3 separate regions of the Gossypium hirsutum genome follow, and regions 2 and 3 are each linked to region 1. A link is a contact called in public Hi-C data. All regions are on one chromosome and are shown on one strand. Each heading gives the region's core, a stretch centred on a gene start, on an enhancer-like site or on the middle of the called end of the contact. The rest is flanking DNA. Distances are from core to core; before and after follow the strand shown. Region 1 holds the start of LOC107953004 (RNA-binding protein 24-B). Region 2 holds the start of LOC107937034 (B3 domain-containing transcription factor NGA1). Region 3 holds the start of LOC107952982 (CDPK-related kinase 3).

Evidence for each region. A called contact is a pair of places that touch in the nucleus more often than the background predicts.
Region 2: a Hi-C map of leaf shows a contact between it and region 1, with 2.1 times the contacts expected there. The contact joins the promoter of LOC107937034 here to the promoter of LOC107953004 in region 1. A contact is called at or near these places in 3 of 34 Hi-C or Micro-C datasets (all in leaf).
Region 3: a contact with region 1 is called in a Hi-C map of leaf, with 2.3 times the contacts expected there. The contact joins the promoter of LOC107952982 here to the promoter of LOC107953004 in region 1. A contact is called at or near these places in 2 of 34 Hi-C or Micro-C datasets (both in leaf).

Annotation. Positions count from the first base shown.
Region 1 is chrA07:29,135,299-29,139,788 of Gossypium_hirsutum_v2.1, reverse strand. It overlaps LOC107953004 (RNA-binding protein 24-B), which reads right to left and starts at 1,336. Exons shown (of 6, transcript XM_016888229.2): 1 at 736-1,336; 2 at 510-639; 3 at 62-179. The coding sequence starts at 951. LOC107953005 (60S acidic ribosomal protein P1) reads left to right here and starts at 1,401. Exons shown (of 4, transcript XM_016888231.2): 1 at 1,401-1,542; 2 at 1,697-1,776; 3 at 1,953-2,171; 4 at 2,274-2,500. The coding sequence starts at 1,705. The coding sequence ends at 2,327.
Region 2 is chrA07:28,587,948-28,592,846 of Gossypium_hirsutum_v2.1, reverse strand. LOC107937034 (B3 domain-containing transcription factor NGA1) reads left to right here and starts at 1,841. Exons shown (of 4, transcript XR_005930610.1): 1 at 1,841-2,132; 2 at 2,229-3,432; 3 at 4,049-4,081; 4 at 4,217-4,899.
Region 3 is chrA07:29,763,982-29,768,289 of Gossypium_hirsutum_v2.1, reverse strand. LOC107952982 (CDPK-related kinase 3) reads right to left here and starts at 2,197. Exons shown (of 12, transcript XM_016888199.2): 1 at 1,794-2,197; 2 at 946-1,612. The coding sequence starts at 1,521.

The sequences.
Region 1 (4,490 bases), core at 87-2,586:
ACCAGTTGGGATTCATGCAGGCAATGCCATTGAATTTCATTTCTAAAATAATTGAACTCACCCATAAGCAGAGTATGGAATGGAATATTGACTATTAGGTTGTTGGATGAATGTTGATGAGGAACCATGATAAACAGGCGATGCCATCAACCCAGGTGCTGGTCTAAACCGTCCAGCTCCTGCATTTATTGACTTCATCTTAAATTAAATTGTTTCATAACTCTAGTTTTTAGATCCACTTTTCAGTTTACCAGATCGCATTGACCAATATGAAATGTTTTCCCAATATGGTAAAAAACACATCTTCAGAATGAACAAAGGAAAAAAAAAGGAGGATTTTTTGATCCTTTGAAATATCATTATCAAACAATAACTTTCCTCACCCCAAATATTGAAGTGAATATTCGCCAGGACCATTTAACATATGCATAAAGAGTTGGTATTGAGATAAGGAAATGACATTTCAACAAGAACCAATACAATTAAAAAGAAAAAGAGAGAAAGAAAACCATGTTGTGGTGGTGGACGAGTCTTCTGTGCACCCAATGAAGCAAGATTGCAGTTCGCCCTCCTTCCATCAATGGTAGGAGACGGGTTTTGACATGCTCTCATGGCTGCATCTGGATCCTTAAATGAAACCTGGAAATGGAAAATAAGGATAATCACCTTCTAATTGTCATATGGAATGAATGATATGTATATATACATATTAAGGAAAGGGATGAATAAGCTTACAAAGCCATAGCCCTTGGATCTCCCAGTATTTTTATCTGTAATAACAACAGCTTCAATAATCTCTCCAAATTGCTCAAAATAACGCTTCATGGTATCTCTTTGAGTTTCCCAAGCCAATCCACCAACAAAGATTTTCGTAAAAGTTGTGTCATTGTACTGCCCTGCTCCTGGATTGTTGCTACCACCCACCATCTGAAATTGCCTTTGTTGAGACATGTAAAAAAACACAGAATAATCTCCCAAATAAAAAAGAGAAACAGAGATGAAAGAAAATGGCTAAGAATCCCACAAAAAAAAAAAAACAAAACAAACAACTACCCCAGAAGCCAAATATAGAGTGGTTAAAAAATGGAGAATTCTTTTTTTCAAAAAAAAAAAGTGAACTTTGATATTGGAGAGTCGTTTCTATGGAAGATCACATCAGTGATTAATCAAACCCAAAAGCCTTTTTTTAAAAAAAAAAAATCCCTTTGGCCTTCTTCAAGCACTCGTGCAATCGTGTATCATGTTTTTTTGTTTTCTCGGTGTTGTTTTTTCTTTCTTTTTTGTTGTTGTTGTTCGTTGTTTTAGCTGTTGTTTTTTTTCCTAATGTTATATAACTGCCACTTTTTTTACAGCCACGATAATTTTATTTTATTGTTTGGTTAAATGGGCCTCCGAAAACATAGGAGCCCAATTTACAGTTTCTTTTTTTCCCTTTAAAACCCTTTTCCTCAAAGTCATAGAGAAAACCCTAACAACATATTGATCTCAGAGCGGCGCTGCACAGCTTGCCGATAACCCATCACTCCTATATTCATCTTTCAGGTAAATTCGTTGATTTTTTTCCATTTCTTTTCTTGTTTGTTTCTTGGGAAATTTGAATTTCCTTTCTGTTCTTTTTTCGGTATTGATGTAAATCTTTACGTTGATTGTGTTTTAATTGCTTTATTTATTTATTTATTTGGTTTAATTCTAATAGCATAAACGATGTCTTCGGTTGGCGAAGCTGCTTGCTCTTATGCTGCTTTGATTCTCTATGATGATGGCATCCCCATCACCGTATCCTTTATGCAAATAATTTAGGGTTGTATGATTTATTATTTAATTTTTTTAATTCTTTGATAGGATTATTGGAAAATAGGAATTTGATTATTGTTGTTGAGAGATTCCCAATTTGTATGGGAACATAGGTATTTTTTTTTTTTGGGGGGGGGTTCTTTAACTGTCATTAATAGGCTGAGAAGATTGCCGCGCTAGTTAAAGCTGCCAATGTCTCTGTTGAGTCTTATTGGCCAAGCTTGTTTGCTAAGCTTTTTGAGAAGTGCGACATTGAGAATCTCATAACCAATGTTGGTGCTGCTGCTGGTGGTGCTCCGGTCGCTGCAGCTGCACCTGTTGCAGCTGCTGGTGGAGGCGGTGCTGCTGCTCCTGCTCCTGCAGAGGAAAAGAAGAAGGTGGAATTAAAAATTACGAATAAATAAGTGGATGTGATATCCTTGTCTCTATTATTTCCTTGCACCATTTATACTGATATGTGATTCTTTGGCTATTTGCAGGAGGAACCAGAGGAAGAGAGTGATGATGATATGGGATTCAGTTTGTTTGATTAGGAACTCCTTTTAGTGTGTGATTCAGCCGACTACGGGTTTAGCGTATTAAGTATGACACTAACTCTTTTGAGTTTTATTGATTTTGGTATTTTTCTCTTAATTAGAAGTGTTAATTTAAATGAAGTGACACTGATGAATGCTTCCTTTTTGAATTATAAGTTTGAATTTTCTTATTTATACAAGTATATTTGACCTTTTTTTTTTTGTTTCATTCTTCATTGAGTGTTGAATGGTATTTGCTTTATTCTTTTGCAATGCATGTTTTTGTGTTGGTTTTGATTGTTGGTTCATTATGCTTATAGATGACATCTCTTGATTTGATCCAACTGAAATTATCAGTTGTTGGGAATAGCTATTTGATACGAAGAAATAAACTGTAGTGAATTTCTATATTATCTATTGTAGAGTGGAAAAGTAGGACGAGAAGAAAAAGAGTAGTAAAATGGAAGGGCAGAAAGAAAGAACCGAAAAGCTGAAAGACAATATTTTTCAAATTTTGTTTTCTTTTAATCATATGTTCATTTTGTATTTTTCTACTTTTTCAACTTTCCATCTTTACGATTTTCTTCACCAATATTTCATTCTGATTCTTTCTGGATATTCCTTTAAAAAATACATAAATTTGCTGGATATTACACGCAAAATCTTTTGATTTTAAGTGCTAATCAGAATGATTAGTTATGCAGATCATGGAACCTCTCCAGCAGTTGGATCAAAATCATTTTGGATCCAGCTTTACCCTATACCCGAAACTCGTTTATAGTATAAAAGTGACTTTTAATTGCCAATCACACCATTGATTTAGTACTAGATTGATAGGCATGAAGTTCATGTTTAGACGTTTATGTATATAAATTCCTTCAAACATTTCCATTATAGTTTAATTGGGTCGTTGCATTATGAGGTCACCACCGATGCGGGTTCATTTTGCAAAGACCACACAAAACAGACACCTGAAACAAGTAGAAGCGAAGCGTATTTATCCTGGTCCTTCCTGTAACATGGCCAATTGGGCATCAATTCTCGCAATCTACCTGAATATATGGAGCGTCAGACATCTGTAATATGTTTCAATCATGTAACCATGGAAATGAAGCTAAAAGGGAACACAAGGAAAGCACCGAACCAATGCGTTATAGAACATGAAGATTGAACGGAGATATGACCAGAAATATCTTGCATATCAAGTGTTAAGTTGGCCAATATAGAAAGTGAGGAGAATTATTGGTACCAAGTTACTATATCTCTGTTTCCAACTTGCAAGTAATCGCTGATCAGAACGCTGAAGTCATGAACCCTCTGCCAAGCTGCAGTGAAGGTTGCGATAAAATTAGATACACCGGATACAAAAACAACTAAAACGGATAATATAGATGTCACATATATACATATAAAATTGAAAGTGGTCAAATACGGTCAAGATTAATTGGACTTCAATTATTAAATAAATAAAATTATATATATTAAGGTTATCGGCTAATAAACATACAATTGTCTATATGTTTCTATTCAAGCTTTGCTGAAATCAACAGAGTAAGCTCGCAGTTGAGGGGAAAAAGAAAAAAAGTAAGTTATATAGCTTTTATACTTCAAGAATGGTCCAACTCTGAATCTGTTGGTTCCAAGGAAGGCGTCAGAGTTCCTATTATATGTATATTATGGAAGCAGCCTCTCAGTGACACAAATATAATAAAAATTTTCAGGACATTAATGAAGTGAGTATGTCGTCTCCTCCCAAAACATCTCTATATCAAAACTTGTTTAGTGAATCATCTTTCCATCCCCAGAAAACAAGTAGAGATGTCCTGTCACTGTAAGAACCAGCATCATCTGTACAAGCATGAAAGTCTATTAGCAGATTCCTTTTTATCAAGGAAGAAATAAATTCACAATAAAATCCTAAATAATCCAGTTGCTTATGTGATTAAACAAACTAAGCCATGTATGACTTGGTCACCTGAACCAGAATCCATTTTTGCTGAATCTGGCAATGCAAACGTGGAAGCTAGAAAGGAAAAGGATTCAGAATATCATCGATCTTCTATCCATGTTTAATAAGAACATCGCTCAAACTGATGGGCTTGCAAGCAATGATTACACTGAATCTATAGAAGCAGGGCCTTCAAAAAAGGACATGGGAAGCAATTCTTCTCAATTTTGGAG
Region 2 (4,899 bases), core at 592-3,091, 550 kb after region 1:
TTACATTTAAAATCACATTTATCCAACAAGCTAATCATATTCGGTACTTAATTTTAAAAAAAATTATCTAACATATTTTATAAACTAAATTCAATACTTAATTTTTTGACATTTAAATTTTTTAGTTTATTAAACATCTTATTAAGTTTAAAATATCACAAAATTAAAAGGGCATTTTAATAGTGGCATAAAGATAAATTCAATGCACAATGTTTACATTTTCTAACAATTTGGTCATTAATATTTTTTAAGTTAAATTTTACCGTTAACCTTTGAAAAATAGTTTATTTACTTTTCTTTTACAAAAATGTTAATTAAAATATTAATTTTTTTTAACAATGTAAGTGTGACAGTCTATGTACACTTCATGATAACTTAACGCTATTTTCTTATATGTTAAATCAATAAATAATTTAAAAATTATAAAATATTCCAAAAAGAAAAAGAAAAATCTCATAAAAATTCAAAAGAAAAAGCATGAAGTGCATGTAAATGGTTGGTTGCCATTTTTAAAAAAATTATCATTTTAATTATAAAAACATAAATTTAACTCTTTTTCAAAAATTAATATTTTTTAAAAGTTAAAAGCTAAAATTAATTAAAAAAATAAAAAACTAAATTAAAACGTAATATCATTAATAAAAAGAATTGGGTTGGATTCGGTCCTAAATTTGATATTCCAAAAGAAAAGTTTATGGTTGTAGGCAAGATATTTGTAATTGATAAGTTTAAAAATTGAATGTAAACATGGTGGTAAAACTGTTTTTCCCCTTTCTTTTGCAGGAGCAGATAGAGCAGCAGCAGAAGCAGCACACAATGAATGACCAAAAGTCAAAAACTTATTGATACCTAACTAAAACATGCTCTCTTTCTAACTGGCTGGGATGAAATTATTTAAAAGTAAACAATACCAAACAGCATCCACAATAATAAATCATAATAATGATGGATCAAATGGGAAATGACATTCCTAGGCTAACTTTTATCATTACAATCCTGATTTTGGGACTTAAAAATACCATCACACCAACTGGTGATTTGGGTCATTTTGCAGAGAGGATAATGGAAAAAATATAAAACCAAAATTTATGAAAAGGACAAGCTCACATGAGTCGAACCTTATCATTCATGGGCCCCTGCCTTTGCAGTATGTATTTACCCCAAATCTCTTTTAATATTACTATTCTTGTGCAACTGTAATTAAACTCTTGCCTCTTTTTTACCATTGCTTAAAACCTCAATCCTTGGTGCATCTAAAATTTCACATTTTTGCTTTCTTTTTAATTTAATAATTAAACTTTAATTGCGGTAACTTAAAACCATGCAACTCCGGATTCAGACTTTACAACTATAAACTCATATTTTTTTATTTGCTTATTTGATTTTTTGCACACATAATACTAGTTACAATAAAGACAAATAAAATATTAAAAGAGGTGAAAATTAAATTATAAATTCTTAAAAATTGAAATATAATTTTATATTTTTTTTAAAAAAATCATTTTGGGAAAAAATCCTTTGCCTACCCCTTACATTTGATCAAATCTTTCTTATTTTAAGAAAGTTGGATGATTCAGTTATTAAATCAACAAAGTAAAATTTTAAATTTTAGATGTGAATTCTAGTTCATAATTTAATAAAATTATTTGATAATATAGCCCGCATTAAAACAAAAAAACTTATAATTTCAGTATGAAAATAATATGTATGTGAAGTAATTCCATGTAATTATTGTACTACACTCTCTTTTAATATGGTAATAATTTAATTTACTAGTTACTACACTCTCTTTTATAAACCAAAAACGGAAATAGAAATAGGAAAATGTGGTAAATATTTACATAAAATGAAGCTTAGGGGGAGTCAGCAAAAGAAAAAAGAAGAAAAAAAAGCTTAGGTCAACCACGAGCACACAACTCTTTGCTGTTGATTCTCCCATGGCTTTAATTTGTCTCGCTTAGGGTTCTTTTTTTCTTTCAGTGTGGGTGTGTTTTGTTTCTGGGTCAAAGATGAAGGCACCGACCCTCGGTTGGTTTTTGTACTGAGAGGACCTGTCTTTTGCTTCCTTCGGTCCTCAAGGATTTAGAAGAAAGAAAATCACACCTTCCAAGAAATCAGTATTTGTAAGCCAGGTCTTGTTTTCTTTCTAATTTTCTTTTCTTTTTCCTTTTCGTTCCTGCCCAACCACCATTTTGCAACAACTTATTGTTCATATCATCTGGTTTTAGTGTGATTAAAAGAAGGAGAAAAAAAAAGTAAATTTTGGTGGTGGATGTGGGTCATCATTATGAACATGGGTATTCTAATAATTAAGGAGAGGAAGTGATAAGAGAAATTCCCAGCAAGTTGCCAGTTTCATCCTCTTCTTCTGCTATCAATTTGTGACAAGGACCTTGAGATGATGGACTTGTCACTTGGGAGCTGCAATAACATTGAAGAATCAAATACTGGAAGTAGCAGGTGTATTGAGAAAGAATATATGTTTGATAAAGTTGTAACACCGAGTGATGTAGGCAAGCTGAACCGCCTGGTAATACCGAAGCAACATGCGGAGAAGTACTTCCCTCTCGACTCTTTATCGAATGAGAAAGGGTTGTTGTTGAATTTTGAAGATCGGAACGGCAAGTCGTGGCGGTTCCGGTACTCATACTGGAATAGCAGCCAGAGTTATGTGATGACCAAAGGGTGGAGCCGTTTCGTCAAGGAGAAGAAGCTTGATGCGGGTGACATCGTATCGTTTCAAAGGGGTGTTGGGGAGTCCGGGAAAGACCGGTTGTACATTGATTGGAGGCGGAGGCCTAATGCACCCGATCCAACGTCCTTTGCACATTTTCAGATGCAAAATCAGTTCAACTTTCCTCAGTCAGTCCGGTGGGGGGGTGGAATCTACTCGCTGCCTCAAAGCTATGAGCCTTTGCATCGCTTGAATTACAGCATATATCCTTATAACCATCATCATCAACGACAGCAACAGCAACAGCTACAGCAGCAGCAACATCAGGCAATTACTTACGGTAATGTGGCGCAGTCGCAGTACTATCTAAGGTCATCATCATCTGGGTCATACCACCATCATCATCATCACCAACCTCAGCAAATTGGGGCAATGCAAGAAGGAAGAGTGGAGCCAATGGTGATCGAGTCAGTACCAGTTGTTCAGGGTAATAAAACAGCGGCTAAAAGACTAAGGTTGTTTGGAGTGAACATGGAGTGTCCTACTCCTACAACAGATGAATCTTCCTCGAGTTCTCCTCATGCCACTATAGTTTCTGATCATGATTCTCCTTATTTCCCTTCCTCTTCTCTCCAATCAAGATTGTCCAATAATAACACCCCATTCCCACTCTCCAGAATGCAAGCTGAGTATTCAAAGAAGGGAAAATCTTCCTTGTCCTTTGATTTGGATCTATGATCGATGATGATCAAATCACAGTGAGTGAAGGGTTCCATTTTCTCTTTTTTTCTTGCTTTGCCATCAAACTTGCGACAGGCAGTACTGGATTTAGGAAAGAGGGTTGAAAAGATATTGAAGATAAGTTTTTTTTTAGCAATCCAAGTTATCTTTTTTTCTTTTTAATATTGTGTTAGTACATGAGTTAGTTGAGGTTTGGGATCTGTGAAGAGCTAAAGATGAAAGGTGCAAAATATGGAGTTGAAAATTGTGTATAACACTTATACAGATATATCAGCATATTCCCAACTTGTTTATTATTTTATATTTTTCCATTACTAGGCCCTGGCCTTTCCAATCTGCATCCCCGGATTTGCCCCAGTTTGTTTGATATATATATACGCTTATATATGTATATATTATTTGTTGCTCTCTTGTTTAGTTATCTTATGATCATCTGTATACTCTCTCTCCCTTCCTTAACCCTGACTGGTAATGCATGGTAGGTGTTGTATGTGTGTATATATATAGCCTTAAAAAAAGAAATTTATTTAATTTCCATTTTCTCCTATCTCTTTTGTTACTCCATGTTAGGTTAATAGTATGTATATTTACTTGGCTTGTTGCTGCTGAACAACTAAGGTGCAGGCATTGCAGGTACTGCACAGAAAAGTTGCAGCACTGGAAAAGGTATTATCTGTATTCTTATTGATAGTTTTTGAAAATTTTTCTACATATATATGTATATCATCACACTTCCCATTTGTTTGCCAGTTAGAAATTTCCTTGACTTCTTGGTAATTCGTGTATACCTTCCCTTTACAGCCATGATCAGATGATCTTGTCTGGACTGCTACACACAAAAAAGTTCTCTTGTGTTAAAAGAGGGTTCAGATTCCCCCAACTGATGGGTCTATTGAGACTGGACTTCATCCAATACTTGTAAGATTTCATATTATATAATATATATATTGGCATCAAATATTGTCAGTGCATTTAATAAGGTATTAATTAAAGCTCCAGGCTAAAGAGTCTTTATGTATGGTTAAATTACTTATATAGGAGCGTATCTTTTACATAGGTTCTTATTGGTAAAATTCCCATTTTAACTAGTACATAATTACAGATTTCCCCAGAAATGAGGGACGAGAAAACATTGATTTGCAGCATCAGGTACTCCAGGTTACTAGGAAATTTTAATTAACATAGTAATATGACATTAAGAGTGAGTTTAGATGGGCGGTGCATTTACTTGCGATTAGTGTAAAAATAGCGGTTGCGGTGAAATTAAATCCTATAGTAAGACAAAAAGTAAATTAAACGCATGACAGTGCTCATCCAAACCTACCCTAAATATAGTTCTTCAAAGGCTAAATATACATTTGGGATGATTGTATCAGCATTTTTAAGCATTCAGACCCATAAGAAGCACTTGGAGAATATCTGATTATGTAGCTATATAATATACGCATGCTGAATTGGTAATTGGTATGTACCGAGTGATACGG
Region 3 (4,308 bases), core at 948-3,447, 630 kb before region 1:
TTACTATAATTCTTAGATTCTTTGTAAAGTTTTTCCTATTCAGCAATTCAATAACAGAAATATTTGTGAATGTATATAGTCTAGACAGGGTCTCAGAGATTGGAAGTGCTAATAGGGAAATCACACAACCTAGTCTTGTCTTATCGTGAATATATTTCCTCTTTGAAAAACATGACAGGCACAAGCCCAAGACAATGTCTCCCAAATATACAGCATCAACAATTGAATAATTCATAGGTCAGGACACTGAAGTCATACTCGGCAACGCGTGGACACCAAAAATCTCTCAGTGCAAAACAATATCTGGATTCCCACCTAGTTTTTATTGCGGTTGATGTGGCTATGGTCACATTTGCATTTAAGACTAGATGCAACAACTCAGTAGCAAAATACCCTGTATTATTGCTAGAAACCCAAGATAACTATCAAATAAAAGACAAGTATACCTTTGTCTTCTTCCAGTCTTCTAGAACAACAATCATAATCACACTTCCCCCTAGAGAAAATAAAAATGAAATGGCTAATCAATGCAAGAGGTATCCTTTTAAGCCTTGTATGTCTCGAATAGCTCATGTAACAGCCAAATATCAATGATAAGCGAAGTTGGCAGGGGCCAAGTCGTAAACATGATTATTCTAGAATTATGTCCGGCTTATGTAACTTACCTTCTTCAAGAAAGACATAATCGGCCGAGTTTAGTTGAATCGAGGAAAACAAACATCTATGAGGTGTTTGGAATGCATAATAAACAGCTATGCCATCGATCAATAACTAAAGGTCCTTCTCTTAAGACTATTTTAATGAAATCCAATTTTAAGAACAATACCTCCAGAAAGAAGCTCCAACATTAAGAAAATAATCTAAATATCTCAAAAGTTAAAAAAATTATTTAGCAATTAGCATGAACAGGGTAAGAATATCATAGAAATGGAGTGAAGAGAATACCTTAGCTTTTGAGATGATCTTAACAGCAAGGGGTTGATCCTTAAGGTCACCCTTTTTACCTCTAGCAGAGCAAGTGTGACCAAAATGCCCTCGTCCTATTTCTTTTCCAAGTTCATACTTAGCTCCAAAATTCTTGCCATAACCAAAGCTCTTATCCAACACTTGCTCCGGCTCAGTTCCAGGATCCTCAGGGATCGGTCCTTCCTTTGGCTTCCCGCCAAGACGCTTCAACAGCGACGCTTTTATGTGTTTGGCCGGCGAAGGCGGCGGGAACGGGCGCCGGAAGAATCTCCTAGGCGTGGAACCCCTTGAAGCCCTGGCCGGAGAAGGGGATACACCCGGTGGAAGCGGACTGGCAGTCACCCCGTGGGGGTAAGGGCTGGGCCATGGACTCTGGCTGGATGACCTAGCTGGAGTATTCTTAACTGATTGAAAATAATTAACAGCGCCGTTACTGGATTGCAGTGGCGTTTGCCCCCCAGGATCGGCTGGAATCACCTCTGTGACTGTTGTGGTAGCATTTGACGTCGTTTCATTTACTTGCGTTTGACTAACTTTACCGTAACATTGCCCCATCTAAAGTCCCTACCGATCACAACAAAGTCAAAAGTCTACACATCGGACGGTTCCAGCATCCTTCCCTCCTGATCTGATTATGACAAGAGATCTGATGAGATAGAATTTTGAGTGAGATATGGAAGGAAAAAGAAAAACCCAGAGAGTGAAGCAAAGAGAAAGGAGAAGTAGGATAGGCTGTGGAAGCAAATTCTATTATTTATTTATTTATTTATTTTTTAAAAGAAGAAGAAGAAATGTTTGAGGAGTAATTTGGAATTAGAGACACTGACTGAATCAAAGTGTTTTCCTTTATTTCCCCAAAATGGGAGGGAATTCTTTCTTTCTTACTTTTTTCTCTGCGAGTTCTTGGAATACAGTAGTAAAGAATGATTACTAAAACACCCCCGCATGTCATCTGACGAATCAACACCGCCAAGGTTGTGGATCAAAACACGCTAACTTCACTCATTACTTTTCGTCTTAGATTGAAACTGAGATTTAAGTAAGAAAAAAAAAGAGGCTCTCTTTCTTTCATAACCAATATTATAAAGGCTTTTAGTTAAACCCAAAAGGAAAACAACAAACGAGGACAGCGTAATTGAAGCAACTGCTCTCCCTGGCCGTATTGTAAGTGTTTACCAACATTAAGGCTCTACTTATTTACTCCAACATAATTATATGACCTGTAATCCAGGCTACATTTTTGGAGGATTTCTGTCGAGATTTCACGGCATATTTATAAAATTAAATAAATACATTGCCACCCACGTGTCTCAATCAAACAGGAGACTATTCAACCACCATTATTTTCCTCACCTAATCCCCAACACTTTGCCTTTTACTTGCATCCTGCAACACCACACTTCTTCAATTATAATATTTAGTTAAATTGTGTAGATTTAGTTCATGTATTTTTTAAAATTTAAATTTTTATTTTTGACTTAAACAATAATTTTTAAATTTAATTTTTTTGTGTAAAAATAATAAATTAATATAATAATATTATGTAATAATATATTTATCACGTCATATTTTAAAATTAATAAAATTCAACTTAATGAATTTATTAATTTAATAGTTTAATGACGACTAAAACTTTAAAATTCATAAAAATACATTATTTCACCATTTCTTTAACAGTGGGTTATATATGTACGATAACTTACCTCAGCTTTTAGATAATTGTTAAAAAGTGTTGACTTCCCAAGTTTTTTGCTAAATTCCTAAGTAAGCCCTTAATATTTTTATTAATTTATAGAGTATATTTACATACGTTAAAATAAATTGAATGGGCTCCCTCAAAATAAATTCCATACTTTTTATTTATAACTTAAATTATGTGTTATGGATTAAAAATAACAAAATGCTACTAATCAATCTTTATTTTTAAACACTTGGAATGAATTAATCATCATATCAAGTTATAATAACTGAAATTAAAAAAAATTTAGAGAATTTAATTGAAAATGTTATAGCAAGAACATGTTTCATGAAATTATTATTTTTTAGATATTGTGATTGATCCTCAAAACTAAATGTGAAAACTCGTCATTGAATTATATATTTCAAAGTTTCTCAAGAAAAAGATTGTTGTTTGTTCCTATAATTATCATATTTAAAAAGTGTTAATTGTCTTATAGTTATTTTTTATCATTACTAATTAAAAAAAGAAAAGAAAGCGCGATAAAATTACCTAAATTTGAACTTTAACCATTGGTACCAACATTCGACAACTTTCTTGTTCAAACTGCTATTCCCACACATTAAAATTACTCATACATTTATGCACTAAAGTTGAGTTGGGCCAGTCTAATTTTTCCTAATTAATACGCTGAGTCATGAAGGAGACACATTAGCATAACATTGGCCAGACATGAAAGGGAGAAATAGGTTAAATTTAATAAGCATGGGATGGGCTTTGGTTTTCCTTCCATTGTTTATGGTGACGAGGAAATTGGATAAATGTTTCAAAGTCGCTGTTTAAAAGGCACCCGTCGATGGGAACCCTCCGTTAGGTAATTGAAACCCGACTAGTCACTCTACTTAGTTGGGCCTCGATTCACGACACTTCACCAAAACCAAGACCAACATTTTTATTACCTTGGTTTCTCAATATTTCATGCCTTTCTTTTCTTTCGAAGGAAATATGGTTGAATAATTTCATGAATTTATACAAGGTAAATTATACTATTAATCACTAAATGACAGGTAAGTTTTCATTTTGATCATTTAACTAAAAAAGATTACAATTTAGTTTTTAAATTATTCAAAAGTTTTTATTTAAGTCATTGAATTGTTAATTTCTTTTTTTTTTAAAGAGTTTTACTAGTGACCTTCTAACGAAGATTTGACAATCGGTATGGTGAATCAGTACCCATTGAAGAGTAGAAGAACATACCTTAAATCCAAGTCAATTTGATAGTTAGTATCGAATATCAGAGAAAAAAGTTATTTGAATTTTGGTTCACAAATTTTGACGTCCAAAGTTGTTTCATAGTGTTATACATTGATGATCAGCAACCCGAGTCCTAGATAGGATCTGGGTTACCTACCATGACCTGGATAGGTCCCACCAGATGGTTGAGTGTGAGGCGAACCGTGAAAGGACAACAAAGGGAGTTCATGGACCCAGCTCGCGGATCTAGCTGGCACGAACCAAGAGAAGGCCATGATTTCAGTTCACACGCGTTCAAGGAGCTCACAGAAGGGAGACCGCATGCTTTATAGGCGACCAAGGGAGAAACACATGTCCAGCAGGCTTGAAGGCCGCACAGAATGTCAGTACTAAGATCGGAAAAGACCGCG